Linked DNA regions of Mus musculus: region 1 is linked to region 2. A link is a contact called in public Hi-C data. All regions are on one chromosome and are shown on one strand. Each heading gives the region's core, a stretch centred on a gene start, on an enhancer-like site or on the middle of the called end of the contact. The rest is flanking DNA. Distances are from core to core; before and after follow the strand shown. Region 1 overlaps Slc12a1 (solute carrier family 12, member 1). Region 2 has its middle 62 kb from the start of Sqor.

Evidence for each region. Hi-C and Micro-C count contacts between places; a contact is called where the count stands out from the background.
Region 1: a contact with region 2 is called in a Hi-C map of the N1E-115 cell line, with 10 times the contacts expected there. The contact joins two enhancer-like sites. A contact is called at or near these places in 4 of 39 promoter capture datasets (cranial neural crest, hippocampal neurons, liver and 1 more), 1 of 15 datasets of contacts at CTCF or cohesin (large pre-B cells), 17 of 484 Hi-C or Micro-C datasets (B cells, the N1E-115 cell line, adipose-derived mesenchymal stem cells and 12 more) and 2 of 115 datasets of contacts at active chromatin or transcription factors (astrocytes and embryonic forebrain).

What each region holds. Positions count from the first base shown.
Region 1 is chr2:125,203,760-125,211,343 of GRCm38.p6, forward strand. It overlaps Slc12a1 (solute carrier family 12, member 1), which reads left to right. Exons shown (of 27, transcript NM_001079690.2): 20 at 2,256-2,338. It overlaps Gm14002 (a long non-coding RNA gene), which reads right to left. Exons shown (of 4, transcript XR_866695.2): 4 at 2,317-6,352. Among named protein-coding and RNA genes, the nearest start is that of Gm46760, 6.1 kb to the left of the region's middle. Within about 2 kb of position 5,277, at least 22 of the 459 cell types and tissues checked have an H3K27ac peak or open chromatin away from gene starts, as enhancers often do. A contact at or near this core is called in the N1E-115 cell line, where this site is marked.
Region 2 is chr2:122,823,955-122,830,656 of GRCm38.p6, forward strand. No RefSeq gene overlaps it. Among named protein-coding and RNA genes, the nearest start is that of Sqor, 62 kb to the left of the region's middle. Within about 2 kb of position 1,842, at least 16 of the 459 cell types and tissues checked have an H3K27ac peak or open chromatin away from gene starts, as enhancers often do. A contact at or near this core is called in the N1E-115 cell line, where this site is marked.

The DNA.
Region 1 (7,584 bases), core at 4,027-6,526, 2.4 Mb after region 2:
AAAAGCCTATGTACTAGATTAGAGGGCGTGTAGAGGGAAGGGGGTTTTCTTTGAAAACATTTAGAATCCAAGTTTGGCTATTTTACCAACAAACAAGGTGGAGAAAGAAATCTAAGCAGATTTCAGAACTGCATACATCCCCAGTGTCTTGTAATTGATGCAGCATCCCTGTGCTTAGCCCCCCTCCCCCATCTCAAACACTCAATTCAAAGGGTCAAGACGACTGGGCCTAGTCACATCAAACTGAGGAAGCCTCTGGCTCTTACAACATGTTAGCAATTGGTCTTCTCAGCAGTAAAACTCAGTGTTAACTAAGGTGGTCCAAGCTTGCACTAGTATAAAATTGAATAATTTTAGCACAAAAGAGAAGACAGGAGGAAGGTAGCCACACATCTACCCTCCGTTTCTTATTTCTAGTGTTTGTTGTTGCTTCAAGTAAGATACACCGTTATTGCTAACATTGGGCTGTGGTTACAACTGAATATTGTCTTACTATACTCCTTTGAATATAAGATTTTAGTTGTCTGCACCACTCTTAGGAATGGTTTCTTTTCCTTAGAATCGTCTTAGTTTTTAATGGTATTTAAAACAACAAAGTTTTAGCTTGCAGGGGTTTTTTTGGTTTTGTTTTGTTTTTTGTTTTATTTTGGTTTTGGTTTTTCGAGACAGGGTTTCTCTGTGCAGTCCTGGCTGTCCTGGAACTCACTCTGTAGACCAGGCTGGCCTCGTACTCAGAGATCCACCTGCCTCTGCCTCCCAAGTGCTGGGATCACAGGCATGTACCACCACTGCCCGGCCTTAGCCTGCAGTTTGATGAATTAGAACTCTAACAGTTATCTTACTGTACCCAAATCAAAGTGTATCAGGCTAAATTGTCCATAAAGGTTCTAGCAAAACATCCTATCTTCTCTTTCTAGCTCCTAAAAGCTGCCCGTTAGTAGATGTGGCTGGTGGCACTTTTTTCTCATCTCCAATCCAGCAATGGCCACATTGGATCGGCACCTTCTGTCACTCAACCTCATTTTCAAACACCTTTGTCACTGTATCAGGCCCAGGCAGCTATTGCAAAATACTCTCTTCCTTCAAAGCTCTTGACCTTTTTCCTTGTGAGGAAATACAGTCATAGGTTTTAGGAATCACGATGCCCTTTAAATCTGCCTATAAAAGAACAACATCTTTTAGGTAAAACAAATTGTCTAGTCTTTCATAATCAAGTTTAAATAGAAATAAGGTTTTCTTTTGAAGAGTTCTGTGTTAGGATAGACCTATTTTGTTAATTGAAGATAATTTATGTTTTGAATTTTGAGTGGATATTTATATTATATTGAACTTCTTCATATCATTCCCTGAAAGTTCAAGTTGAATTCTTATTGGAAGCTTGTTGCTTATGGTGACCAATCACAGACTACAGTGATGCTGTGGAGGGTGGCCTTATTGTACGGGCTCTGGGTCTCAGTTCTGCCTATGTGTGAACAGGGCACTTCCAGAGGCAAACGTTTAGTAACACAAATAAGAAATGGGCTTGCTTTCAGATTTACGATGTGTACTACAGGATGAAATAAACCAAACAGCTTTCCCTTCTCTTCTACGTCCTTTACTCTCTTTAGACTGGTGCAGAGAAGGCATCAGAGCCATCTGCAAGTATGTAGGATTTCCAGGGGGAGGCTCTTCTCTGAACACTGGAAACGGTTTTTGTTTGTTTGTTGACAAGGTTTCAACTACGGAGGCCTGGCTGTCCTGGAAGTCACTATATAGATGGGGCTGACCATAAACTCAGAAAACTGTCTGCCCCTGCCTTCTGACTGCTGTACTGGAGACATTTTAGGCCATGGGCTTAGTGTCAGACATCACTGAAGATGTCTGCCCAGTGGCAGAGAGGAGAGGCTGATAATCAAAAGATTTTGCAATCTATAAATGTTCCATTTTAAATACATCAGATTATTTAGATCACTTAATAACAGATTGATTTTTTTACAAGTATGTAGAGATCTCTTAACAAAAATATCTAGCTGGTGGGACTATTTTAACAAATCAGCTTTAGGGTGAATAGTCTATTTACCTCTACACAGAATTTATTTTTTTAAAGGCACAAAGAAAGAAACAAAACAAAACAAGACACTGGCTCTTAGCTGTATTCTAAAGTGAATTTTAATAGTTTCATGATATCAAAATCCTAGAGATGAGTTTAATGTTCACCCCAAGTGTGAGGGTTAAAGAGAACACTGGACACATTCTAATGTTGCTTCCTCTTTCAGTGACGCCTTTGACTTTGAGATTGGCGTGGTCATAGTCAGAATCAGCCAAGGCTTTGACATCTCTCCGGTTCTCCAGGTACAAGGTAAATATTTTCCTTATCCACTCAACAGATGGTGAATTGTTTTAGGTGGTTGGATCAGAACAGCGCTCAGTGTAAATAAAATGATTATGCCTTAGCCCATGGTGTGTGTGCTCCCTCTGTGCCTTCTCATGGAAAACACATGCAGCCTTTGCCTTGGTTATCAGAGATGTAGACCAACTCAGGCTAGTTAATGATTTTTCTTACTTCAATACCACAGCATGGAGGTAAATAAACACCTCCAGTAAAGTAGCCTGCCAAATTAATTTTTGCAAGATGTTTCAAAAAATGAAGCTGTTTTTGTTTTTCCCATGGCAAAGCATGTATTTGCCTTTAGGTGACAAGACATGAATGAAATGAATCTGAATGTGTCATGCCTGTGAATCACTCACTTAACTACCACACAGGCAGAAAGACTCATTCTGACTAGCAACTGTTTCTTCTCTATAGATAATTTGGTAGAGTTGTTTAGTCTTAGAATGTAAACATATTCTGTTGGTATATGAGGTAAGGAGAGCATATAAGAGGTATTTCTGAAAGATACAGAGAGAACACAAATATCCTCTTCAATGGAACTTAATGGAGTCCTCTAATGACACTGAGATGAGGGGATATTTTGCGATGGATGCCTGTCGTGTAATATGCAGAGTGTAGGTGAAGATGTTAGTGTTGATGATAATAATAATAATAATATGTTAATAATAATTAATAATCCTGGTTTATACACTTAAGAAACTGGCACTGTAGTGGGGAAATAGATATTACTGTGATTGTTACATATGAATGAGAAATTGTAGAAAAGAAGGCATATATAATCCCAAAAAGGCTTCCTGGAAGAAATATGGTTTGGAGTTTAGCGGATAAGTATGAGTTAGGTAAGCAATGTGGAGGGAGAGAAGACTAGTAAGACTTGGGAACGAGCATCTCCTGCCCAGAGGTGAGTGTGAGGAAAGGCTGAGATGAGAACTGGGAAGGGGTGGGTACATGCACAGTCAGAGCAGACTAGTACCACCAAAGGGGAAAGTATGACTGACTCTTACTCTTAGGGGCTCCCTGAGCTTCTTCTACCATACTGAAAAAGGCAGATCATAGTTGGTCACCAACAAGAATGCTCAGAAGAATTTCAGTGAGGATATAATGGTCAAACATGGGTTATAAAGTTGATACTATTTCATTCATTTGGGGCATGACTCAAAGAGGCCTAGAATGCAGGAAGGAATCTCATTTTCTTTCATATGTGAAATCTAGATTTAAATATGTATACATATGCATACATATATGTGACATTGAAGCATAAGTGGGTATATTTGGAGGTAGAAAGGGAACCAGTAACAGAGGGCAGGACAGATAGTAGAGGGTAGTCAGGGGGTACAAATATGAGCAAGACACAATGATATATATGTTTGAAAATGTCCAAAAACCCCACAAAATAGTAAGATAAGAAACTAATTTTTTTTAATTGCAAGGGTATATATACATAGTCTAGATTTCTCTAGAATAATAGTGTTGGAATCCTTGTTCAGGTCTTGCTTAGGCAGCCATATTGTTGAGTTGTCACAGGAAAAACTTGCCGGTCATGTCTAGGAGACACTCTCCCACAGCAGATTTCCTGGTTCTCTAGCTCTTACAATCATTATGCCACTTCTGCCATGCTGTCCCCTGAGCCTTAGATGCATGAGCTGTGTTGTAGATGTGCCAGTTGGGGCTAGGCAACACGCGGTCAGTTCTTCTCTGCATCTTGGTCAGGTATGGTTTCTGTCATTCTCCCCATCTACTGGAAAGAGAAGTTTCTTGGATGAGGAATGAAGACTACTCTTTTAAGGCCCTGAGTATAAGCCCTTAGAATTCAGTTAAGGATGTTGCTGCTTTAGTAAAGTGGCAGTGGTATGTTCTCCTCTAAGATCCATGACTTCACGAGTCGTGGGTAGCTGGCAGGTCTCCAGAACTAGGCATGGTCTCCCTCATGTTGAGCTGGCCTTAAGTCCAATTAGAGAGCTGTTGGTTACTGCCAAGCTATAAGTGCCACTATTGCATCTTACCATGCTGGTCATTGTTGTAGTTCATGGACATCAGAGCTGGGTAAGGCTATGAACTGCTTCCCTCCTATGGAAGCTTCCATAGAACCTTCTGGTACTATAAAAGCTAATCCTCAGGAAAAAGGCTTCCTGGTCAGATCCACCTTGTAGCCTCGGAGTCCTGTGTCCTATCTACTTTGACTTTTTTTTCTGGCTTTGCTGCCGTTATGTTTTCTATCTAAAAGCAAGAATGAAAAACATGCAGCTTGCATTTAGTTTGTGCATTTGCTTTGTGTATTATGTTAGTCTCTTCAAGCTGATATATGTGATGGAGCTGAAAACATCACCTCTACTACCTCTCACTGCTCCAGGCACCGGAATGTACTGCGAGTTTATTCCCATGAAGCCACTACTAGAATATGTAGTGTTTCTCAAAGAATCCTGAACTACAGCTCCTTTAAATTTCCCAAAGAACAAGTAGTGTTTAGATCAGCTTTGATGTTTGGATACTTTCTACTTCTTAACTAAGATGGGAAAATACAGTTAGATGTTAATAAAATAAGTACCAACTGTCTAGGTAAACAAAAATGCAATGTCACACAAATACACAGAGAACATGTGAGATAAAAACAAACAAACGTAATGACAGAAATTAGCTTGATGCCACAGCCCCATGCTTTGTTATGAAGCTTCAGTAATTTATGGCACAAGCCTCATAGTAGATTTTGGATTAGAAAAAACAAACTTGCAGTTCATTATATTATACTGTAATGTAGGGCTTAATAAGAGCCTGATAAATCTTCAGTATTGCATTACAGTATGTTAATGATTATCATCATAGCTTTCCCAACATGGGCACTGCAGTGTCATCACAGATTATAATTTAAGGGAAACATTAGCAATTCAGAGCCCATATACTACAGTTAATAAACCACTGAGTAGAAATCAGCTTTCCTGGTAATTTACCAGCTAATGGCAGTCGTTTCTATACTGTGTCACAGACTCATACGACAATAACTTTTTGTATAAATAAGATCGATGCTCATAACATTATAACTCGTTCACTGCGGCAAGTCACCCGGTACTGATGACTAATGTTTCTTCTTAATAAATTAATTTATTGCCTGACAACACACCAAAAAAAAATGTGACATTTCATATTTTTCACATCCCAGAGGTATTTAGCAAGTTTGCCAATTACAACAAAGAATCCAGATTGCACTGGTGGTAAACAAAGTGATAGAGTGTGAGTCACAATTGAGTACCCTGTGTAAGTACCACGCGATTTATGACCCGCTCAGAGCACGGTGATACTGCTGTGTCTGATCGAGTGGCTTTGCAAAATAAAGACAGATGGCCTAGCAGTAAATAATTGCTTGATTGGAAGGCAGGGCTGCAGGACTGCTCCCTGCCATCCTGCCGTCAATCCAGCCTGACTCCACCTAGGCATCAGCAACTGATCCATGTAAGCACGTGCGGCTTCAAGGTGATTGGCCAAGGAAAGAGTTCTAATTTAATAATGAATAAAGGAAAAGGGGGTTGTGAGATGGGCGAGAATACGACTGCCCTCTGGCTTTCTCTGCTCCTCCTTCTGCTGTCCTTAAGATTCAAAGCAGATGGTGAATTATAAGCCCCTAAATGACGTCTTTTTAAAAAATGGCACAGTAGAACTCATGAGGCAATTTTGGCCACTAAATCCAATTTCAAAATGCAGTCTCTCCAGTCATTTACTGTGTGGCTGGTTTATGAAGCACTTGGGAACACGGTGATGGCTATTCAGCAAAGTCTGGGTATCTGGTCTCACTAGAGTTGTTTTGGGGTGTGCAGGAAGAAAGTTATTCAAAACCTGCTCTCAACTGACAACCTCAAGGTCATTTACTTCCTCCACTACAGCCCTGGAATTCTCTCTCAAAATCTATAACAGCGAAGGGCAGGCAGATATCATGATTGAGTCACTGAAAAGGAGTAAAGAGTAGCAGTTCTCAACCTGTGGGCCTTGACCCTGTGGGAGAAAACAGAGATGTTTACATTATGATTCATAGCAGGAGCAAAATTACAGTTATGTAGTAGCAATGAAGATAATTTCATGGTTGGGGGTCAATAGAAAATGAGGAACTGGGTTAAAGGGTCCCAGCATCAGGAAGGTTGAGGCCCACTGGTAATGGGGATTAAACAATAGGGTGTGGAGGCACATTCCTGTAACCCCAGCACTAAAGACTCAGAAGTAAGAAGACCAGGAGTTGAACGAGAGCCAGCCCAGGCTACAAAGTGAGCTTGAGGCTAGCTGAGGCTACAAAAGACTCAAAGACAGGGGTGACAGAATCTAATGTTAGAATTAGACGCAGAAGACATGTCACTAGCTACATGACCTTGGACGAATCGCCTGGGCTGGCTATGCCCAAGTTTCCTTTAGAACGAAATGCAAACTAAAACCAGCTTTCCCTACACACGAGCATCTGCAATGAAAACTTCCTAAATACCGTCGTTCCTCAATCTTCAAAGTGGAGTTGTAGCTGTGCATAGGTGCACAGGCTGCAATCCCAGCACTTGGGGTGAGGAGGCAGAGGTTAAAGACAGCCTCAGCTATGTGCAGACTTCTAGGCTACAGAAGAAAACCCTGTCTCAAAACAAACCAAACCAAAAAGGCAGTAGTGATGGTGGTGGTTGTGGCTATGGCTGTGGAACGAGTAATCTTTAATGTCACCCTCCTGGCTCCATTAAGTCACCTCCTCCTTTGTGACTAATGGTTATTTTTGCAACACAACTGGCCTGGCCGGGATCCTTCTGAAATGTTTTAGCAAAGTCTACTGTCCTTCCTGCTCCTCATTTCCAGTGAGAACAAAGGTGTGCGGTACATCAGATATAACTGAAAAGCCAGACCGTCGAAGGCCACTTCTGTTTCACACTGTGATGGGAGGAGGTGTCCGGGATGGGGGTCTTCCAGCTTCCACAAAGTAAACAATGAAGAATAATCTCTGACAAAAACTGGAAACCTCACTGTGCAGTGGAGATGGCCCCACTTTGTGGCCCTGAGACCCAAGATGGCTAGGCAAGCTGATTTCACACTTTGGCCTGTCTCCTCCTGGATCTGGGGTTCTGCAGTTTGCTTGTCCTGGAACAAACCTCCGGAGTAACTAAGACAGCAAACTCCTTTACAAAGGAGGATGTAAACCATCTTTGCCCAAGCAGAGCACTAGTTGGGGTGCATGGTTAGTAGCTAGAGACAGAGTGGGC
Region 2 (6,702 bases), core at 592-3,091:
ACTTTCAGACAGAGGACATTCTAGACTTATGCTCATTAATTTGTCCATGTCTTTAAGATCTCAGAATTACATTTTACTGGAGGGTATGACCCATCACTATCAGCATGTGACATAGAGCAATTGTTTCTTTCATATCCAGTCATACAATTAAGCATTGACAGCCTAGGCATAGCCACTGTTATTATTTTTTGAGTAGCTGGGAGGAAACAGAATTGTCCCAGTCTTCTTGTCCAGCGTCAGGGATCCACCCCTCTAGGCCATCTACTTGAATGACTCCTGTTTCTTGGAGGATGTCTAAGGCCTTTGCTTCCTCCCACTTTCCCCTCCAACTCTCTTCCATAGAAGAAATTAGACTTTATCTAGAAATTAGAGTACCATCCCCTGAGCTGGCCACTGAGAAGATCAGCGAGCATAAGAACAGCAGCACAATCCTGCTCCTGTGTAGCTTGCCACGGGGAGGGAGAAAGTGAGTGTGCAGACACATGCAAATCAGGTGATGGTAAATGTGCGAAGAACATACGAGGGGGACAGAGCAGAGCAGTGTGTGATCACACCTGTGCCTCTGACTGGTGTGTGTGTGTGTGTGTGTGTGTGCACTGTTTTACATAGCACGCAGCTAGCACTTCTCCACCTCCACAACTTTGCTTATATCATCTCTTCTGGTGGCTGCATGATTATTCTCCTTTGACATTTGAGCTTTAACCTGAAGTCAGATTTTCCACTCATTATGAAGTCTTCTTTGACTGATTCAGATCTTTTCCTTCTCTGAGCAAGTAAGAGTTGATAGAAAACAGGGGTCTGTGCATTACAGTTTGATTATAGTGCAGTGACAGGATAAGGCTTGGCAGTACACATTCTGAAAGGCAGGAATTCCTCTTTGTGTTCCTTTTCTTCTTTTGATCTTCTCTCTCCCTCTGGGCTTAATAGTAGGAGCTTGTACAGTTTGACAACACACACAACAGTACACAACAACACACACATACACACAAACTCCCAAAACACACACTCCCCAAAACACACACTCACATACCAACAACAACACACACACACACACACACACACACTCACTCAAATCCCAGTGAGGGTAGTCTTCAGACGGAGGAGGAACTGGTGGGAAGGTGACTGCAGAGTCCTTTTCAGAGCTCTCAGCTGTGACCACACCCAACTCCACCTTCTGCAATGTTGAGGATTCATTCTATACCTCAGAGCTTCTTTAGTAATTTCAGCGAAGGAGATGAACGACTGCTTGTTACACATCATATTTCAATGTCAAATGCTCTTGACAATCATGTCTGATTGATTGTATATCTTGGTGACTTCTTGAAACAGGTCTTGGAGGAAAAACCACCATGTGTTTAGAAGCTGTTAACAAATTCCCCAAACTATATAATCAATCAGGCATATAACCCATCAGCGACAAAGCCTCCTTCGTGCGGTGTTCTCCACCCTCACACATCCCCAAATAAACATAATACCTGTTAATCTTAAGATTAAGAGGCTCTCCGCTCTCCAGGACAGCCTTTGAACAGGGCCGTGATGAGTTGCGCCTAGAGAGCTGTAGGTGGCGCTGTGAGCTCGGCGCATGGTCTTCCAGGCAACTTTTAAGATTTCCAGGGGAAGGAAGACAAGGCGTCTGGCATCTTTTCAGTTAAATTTCATCCTATCTGCTCAGCTTCTGCAAAGCAAGTCTGAGAAACAGATTAGCCGATTTCTGACCCTAAACGGAAGGTCAGCCGTTCTGTGCTCAAATGTAGCATTTCACCGCAGGCTGGATCATGTCCTGGACTGGGCTTTGGAATTCTGCCCATAAGCTATGAAAATGACCCCAAGGTGTTTCTTAGAGCATTTCTTTGCTTGGGAGGCCTTTCTTGGTTTTGTACTTGGAAGCATAAACCACATTAGCATCGCGCTTTGGGCCTGTGTATATGTGGGTTTGGTTTGGGTTGGGGGGTGAGGGATTGGCTTGTAGGCTTCAAGGCTACTTGCTATTTTCGATCACTTTCTGAATTCAGTTTGCTGTTAAAAGCAGGCCCCTGCTTGAGTGGGGCCTTTATTACCCGCACCTGGTCCCTAACCCAGGTCTCTGGGAAATTTTCTTTGTTGCCAAGCTCTGTGGCTGTAGTGCCGATCCACTTAATAGCAGAAAATTGGGCGCTAACTGTATCATTTGTCAGCCACACTGTGGGATTTCAGATTCCTTAATTAAACTTGCGTGTTTCAGATTTCATAAAGTGAATCTGTGTTTTATGTGCATAGGATGTGAACGTGTGGAATGGAGAGAATGGGACCTTAATGACCTCCTGGACAGATACAATTCAAATTCCCTAACCACATTTACTAAAGGCACGGCTGACTTTCAATGTCTCATAGATTTCCTAGTGGCGAAGGGAATGAGGTGACACTTCCCATCACATTTCTATAATGAAGTTATTAGGGTTGAATTTATTTTTGGTTTTCCCCCATATTCACTGTTTTCAGATGAACACTTTTGTTTGTTTCCTTACTGATAACCAGTAGATGGCTCTGTGGCATTTCTAGAGTTGACAATTGTTAGTTTGGTGCCTCTTAATATATGAGAGTAATTTACTTTCCCTCTGGCCTGTGGGGAAATCTTGAGCCGTTCCATTCAGTCCCATGGATGAGGAGAACGGCTGATGAAGGTTCTTTTTCTCCCTCAGTTGTTAGGAAATTTTGTGTGTGTGTGTGTGTGTGTGTGTGTGTGTGTGTGTGTGTGTGTATGTGTGTGTGTGTGTGTGTGTGTTTCTCCTATTGGAGTAGCCAGATAATTACCAACTGTGGGCACAAGACCTTTGGGATGGGCAGTGTGCAATATGTTGGCCACTGATGGATATAGATTCTATCCAGATTCCAGAAGGTAACAGTACCTACACATGGCTCCTAAACACCAGCTGTTGGAGCTCCCACATGGGAAGGGATGGGGACTTTCATAGCTGACTCAGTTTCCATTTCCGTCTCCCCAGAGCTGGGGATCATTGCCCAAACACAGGTAAAGCAGGCGAGAACATCCCTGGATGCTGTCTTCCGTGTCTAGTCTACCTGGTGCCACCAGATGAGTGCCGTTTACCAATTTCCCCCAGTGCCTTTTGTTCTGCCTTCTCTATCACCATAGGATGGGGAGTGTGAGGACTGTGTGCCCAGTCACAGGTTATTTGTTGTTCTCCATCTTCTTTTTTTTTTTTTTTTTTTTTTTCATCTTCTTGTCTTGCCTTCTGAGGCTGAGATGGCAAGTGATTGTTCTTGCCTGATTCTTCTCTCCTTCCAGGTACACTTGGAGCTGAAGGGTTTTAGAACCTCTTATCAATTAGGTGTCTTCTAGTCAGTAAAATTTAAATAGGACCTTAGGATGTTAGGAACTGAATCTTAGCACCCAATGGGACTATATTTGGAGATGAGGCCTTTGAGGAGGAAATGAAGGTTAAAGATGTTGTAATAATGGGGTCCTAGTCCAATGTGCCTGTTGCCATTAGAAGAGGGAGAAACACTAGGGGTGTATACACACAGAGAAGGGAACCAATGAAGACAGAGAAAGGTCAGCCATCTGCAAGCCAAAGAGAGATGCCTTAGCAGCAACTGAATCTGCTAACACCTTGATCTTGAACTCCTGGTTTCCAGACCCCAGTGCAATAAATTTCTATTGTTGAGTCAAGACTTCAGTAGTTTGTTATGACAGCTGTAACAGACTGATATATAAGCTAAGCATTTAAAAGCGTAAGCTATCCATTTTCTCTTCTGCCTATTGACCTTCACTGGTATGTTCTGAGGATGTTGCTAAAAGACGGAGAGCTGATCCTAAATAATTTGTCTTAAGCCAAGCCACTGATGGTTCTGATTCAATTTTGCTGCACTGTGCATGGTCTGATATTAATCAGGCAGAACAATCCAACCTGAACTTTACCTCTTGAAGGCAAAAGCCAAGAATTTGACCATTTCATTTGGTTTTGCCCTTGTGTGGGATGAATCCTCTTGGTGGGATAGATGCCTCGTGCCTAGATAAGGGGATGGGGTTGGTTTGTAAGATAACTGGGATCATGGAACTGAATAAGATTGGTTAATTGATCACAGTACGCTGCTGTAACAGCATAAGGCTCCAAGGGATAGCAGAGGTTTCCATTTGGCTCTAGACTGAGCCCTCTAGATTTCAGAGCAGCTGAGATGGTTCAGGTTGGGGTGTGGAGGAAGGGACCTCTGGCATGTTCTCTCTTGAATGAGAGAACTGTATTTTTATATGTGTAGGGTTTTGTGTGTACTTTAATTAGATGAATGACTGCGTTGCTAAAAAATTTTAACTTATACTTATGATTTCACAGTTAATGAAATACAAAATTAAAAAATTAATTGTGTGTGTGTGTGTGTGAATTTTTCATGAATGTATATAAGAAGCTCTTGTGGCTTGAAGTTAAGTCTGATTCAGCCATTTTTTTTTATTGATGGATTTATGGTCATAAGCCTTACTTAAAATCAGTTTCTTCATTTTCTAGCTGGTCTGCAAAATATCTGTGGGGGTTAGAGAGATGGCTTAGTAGACAAAGCAAAACAAAACAAAACTTATTTTTTCTGAGGACTCAGACTTGAACCCAGCACAAACATGGTAGTTCGCAACCACCTGTAACTCCCGATCCAGCACCCCTTATGACTTCCATGGTCAGCATACACACACGTGCAGGCAAAGTTTCCCTCATACACTTAGAATAAAAACAATATTTAAAAAGAAAGGAAATGTGTAGTTCATGGAAATAGATTTGAACAAAGTTCAAGAGTTGTAGGTGTTCAAATGTTAATTTATATTTAAAGAAATTTATAGGAAATACTGACGGCACACAATTTTGCAACAGTGAATGAGAAACCATGGCCTGAAGTCGCACATACAGTTTTCAATGCCTGTCAGGAGTGTTTCAACTCCTGTCCTAGGCAGACATTGCTAATTAATTACATAACTAATTTCTACAGAGTCTAGATATCTTCATTTAATTCTTGGAGTTAGATGATAAAAGGAGATCACTTTTATCATCTTTATGCATAATCACTGCCCATTTGGGATTCACTTATAGATGAGTCTGAGCATCCTTTAGAACTGTAGTAAGTTTGGTGACTGGGTTACTGGGTGCCAGTGAGCCAAATGGCAGAGGGGCATTTTGTCTTTCCTTCTGTACACGACTTCTTATTCTCTAGTCCCTCTCCACTGGTCTTAAGATCCTTAGGGTGTTTTTCTGGTGGCTGGCTTCTTACAGGCAGGGAGTAGAAGTTCCCAGGAAGGCTGAAGGCTGTGTCAGAAATGCGCAGTCACTCATGCTGTATGTTACTGATCAAGAAATCACAGGGATTGCTTGTGTCCAGGCAGGAGTCCGGATCTCTCTCTTGGTGGTACCATACCAGCTCACTCTACAGAAGAGCAGGTGGGATGGAGGGGATGTTGTCTCTAACGTTGCCAACACTCTCCATGCATTCTCCCATCCTTTGCTTCATTTAGGAGATAGTTTTAGTTCTTTCACAGAGTTCAGTTTTAATTTCAGTTATTGTGCTTCCCTTGTGTGCCCCACACAGTGCTAACGGCTGGAATGCAGGATGCCCCCCATTCCTTATATCACACACCAAGTAGACAATACCACCTCCATGTCCAAGAAGAGAAAGAGGAAGTATCGAGAAGGTGATTATTTTGCCGAAGGTCAACAGGTGGCAATACTGTGTCAGAGGGGCTTATGATGATTAAAAATATACAAAATGCCACACAGTAGTATAATTAGCAGGTTCCCTTGTGTGCCCCACACAGTGCTAACGGCTGGAATGCAGGATGCCCCCCATTCCTTATATCACACACCAAGTAGACAATAGATTGCTGTGGTGAGAAATATAGGGTACAGTGAAGGGAGAGGGTAGTGTGAGTGGCGCCCACTGTCAGGTCGGCCCAGGGAGCATGCTTGAGGGTTGGCCACTTGTGCCTTGCCTTTCCTTTTCTCTTCTCTTCTTTTCGCCTTTTAAAAATTAGATATTTTCTTTATTTACATTTCAAATGCTATCCCAAAAGTTCCCTATTACCTCCCCCCCCCGCCCTGCTCCCCTACCCACCCACTCCCACTTCTTAGCCCTGGCGTTCCCCTGTACTGGGGCATATAAAGTTTGCAAGACCAAGAGGCCTCTCTTGCCAATGATGGCTGACTAGGCCATCTTCTGATACATATGCAGCTAGAGACACGAGCTCTGAGGGTACTGGTTAGTTCATATTGTTCCACCTATAGGATTGCATACCCCTTCAGCTCCTTGGGTAATTTCTCTAGCTCCTCCATTCGGGGCCCTGTGTTCCATCCTATAGATGACTGTGAGCATCCACTTCTATATTTGCCAGGCACTGGCATAGCCTCACACGAGACAGCTATATCAGGGTCCTTTCAGCAATATCTTGCTGGCATATGCAATAGTGTCTGTGTTTGGTAGCTGATTATTGGATTGATCCCCGGGTGGGATAGTCTCTGGATGGTCCACTCTTTCGTCTTAGCTCCAAACTTTGTCTCTGTAACTCCTTCCATGGGCATTTTGTTCCCTATTCTAAGGAGGAATGAAGTATCCACGCTTTAGCCTTCCTTCTTGATTTTCTTGTGTTTTGCAGATTGTATCTTGGGTATCCTAAGTTTCGGGGCTAATATCCACTTATCAGTGAGTGCATATCAAGTGACTTCTTTTGTGATT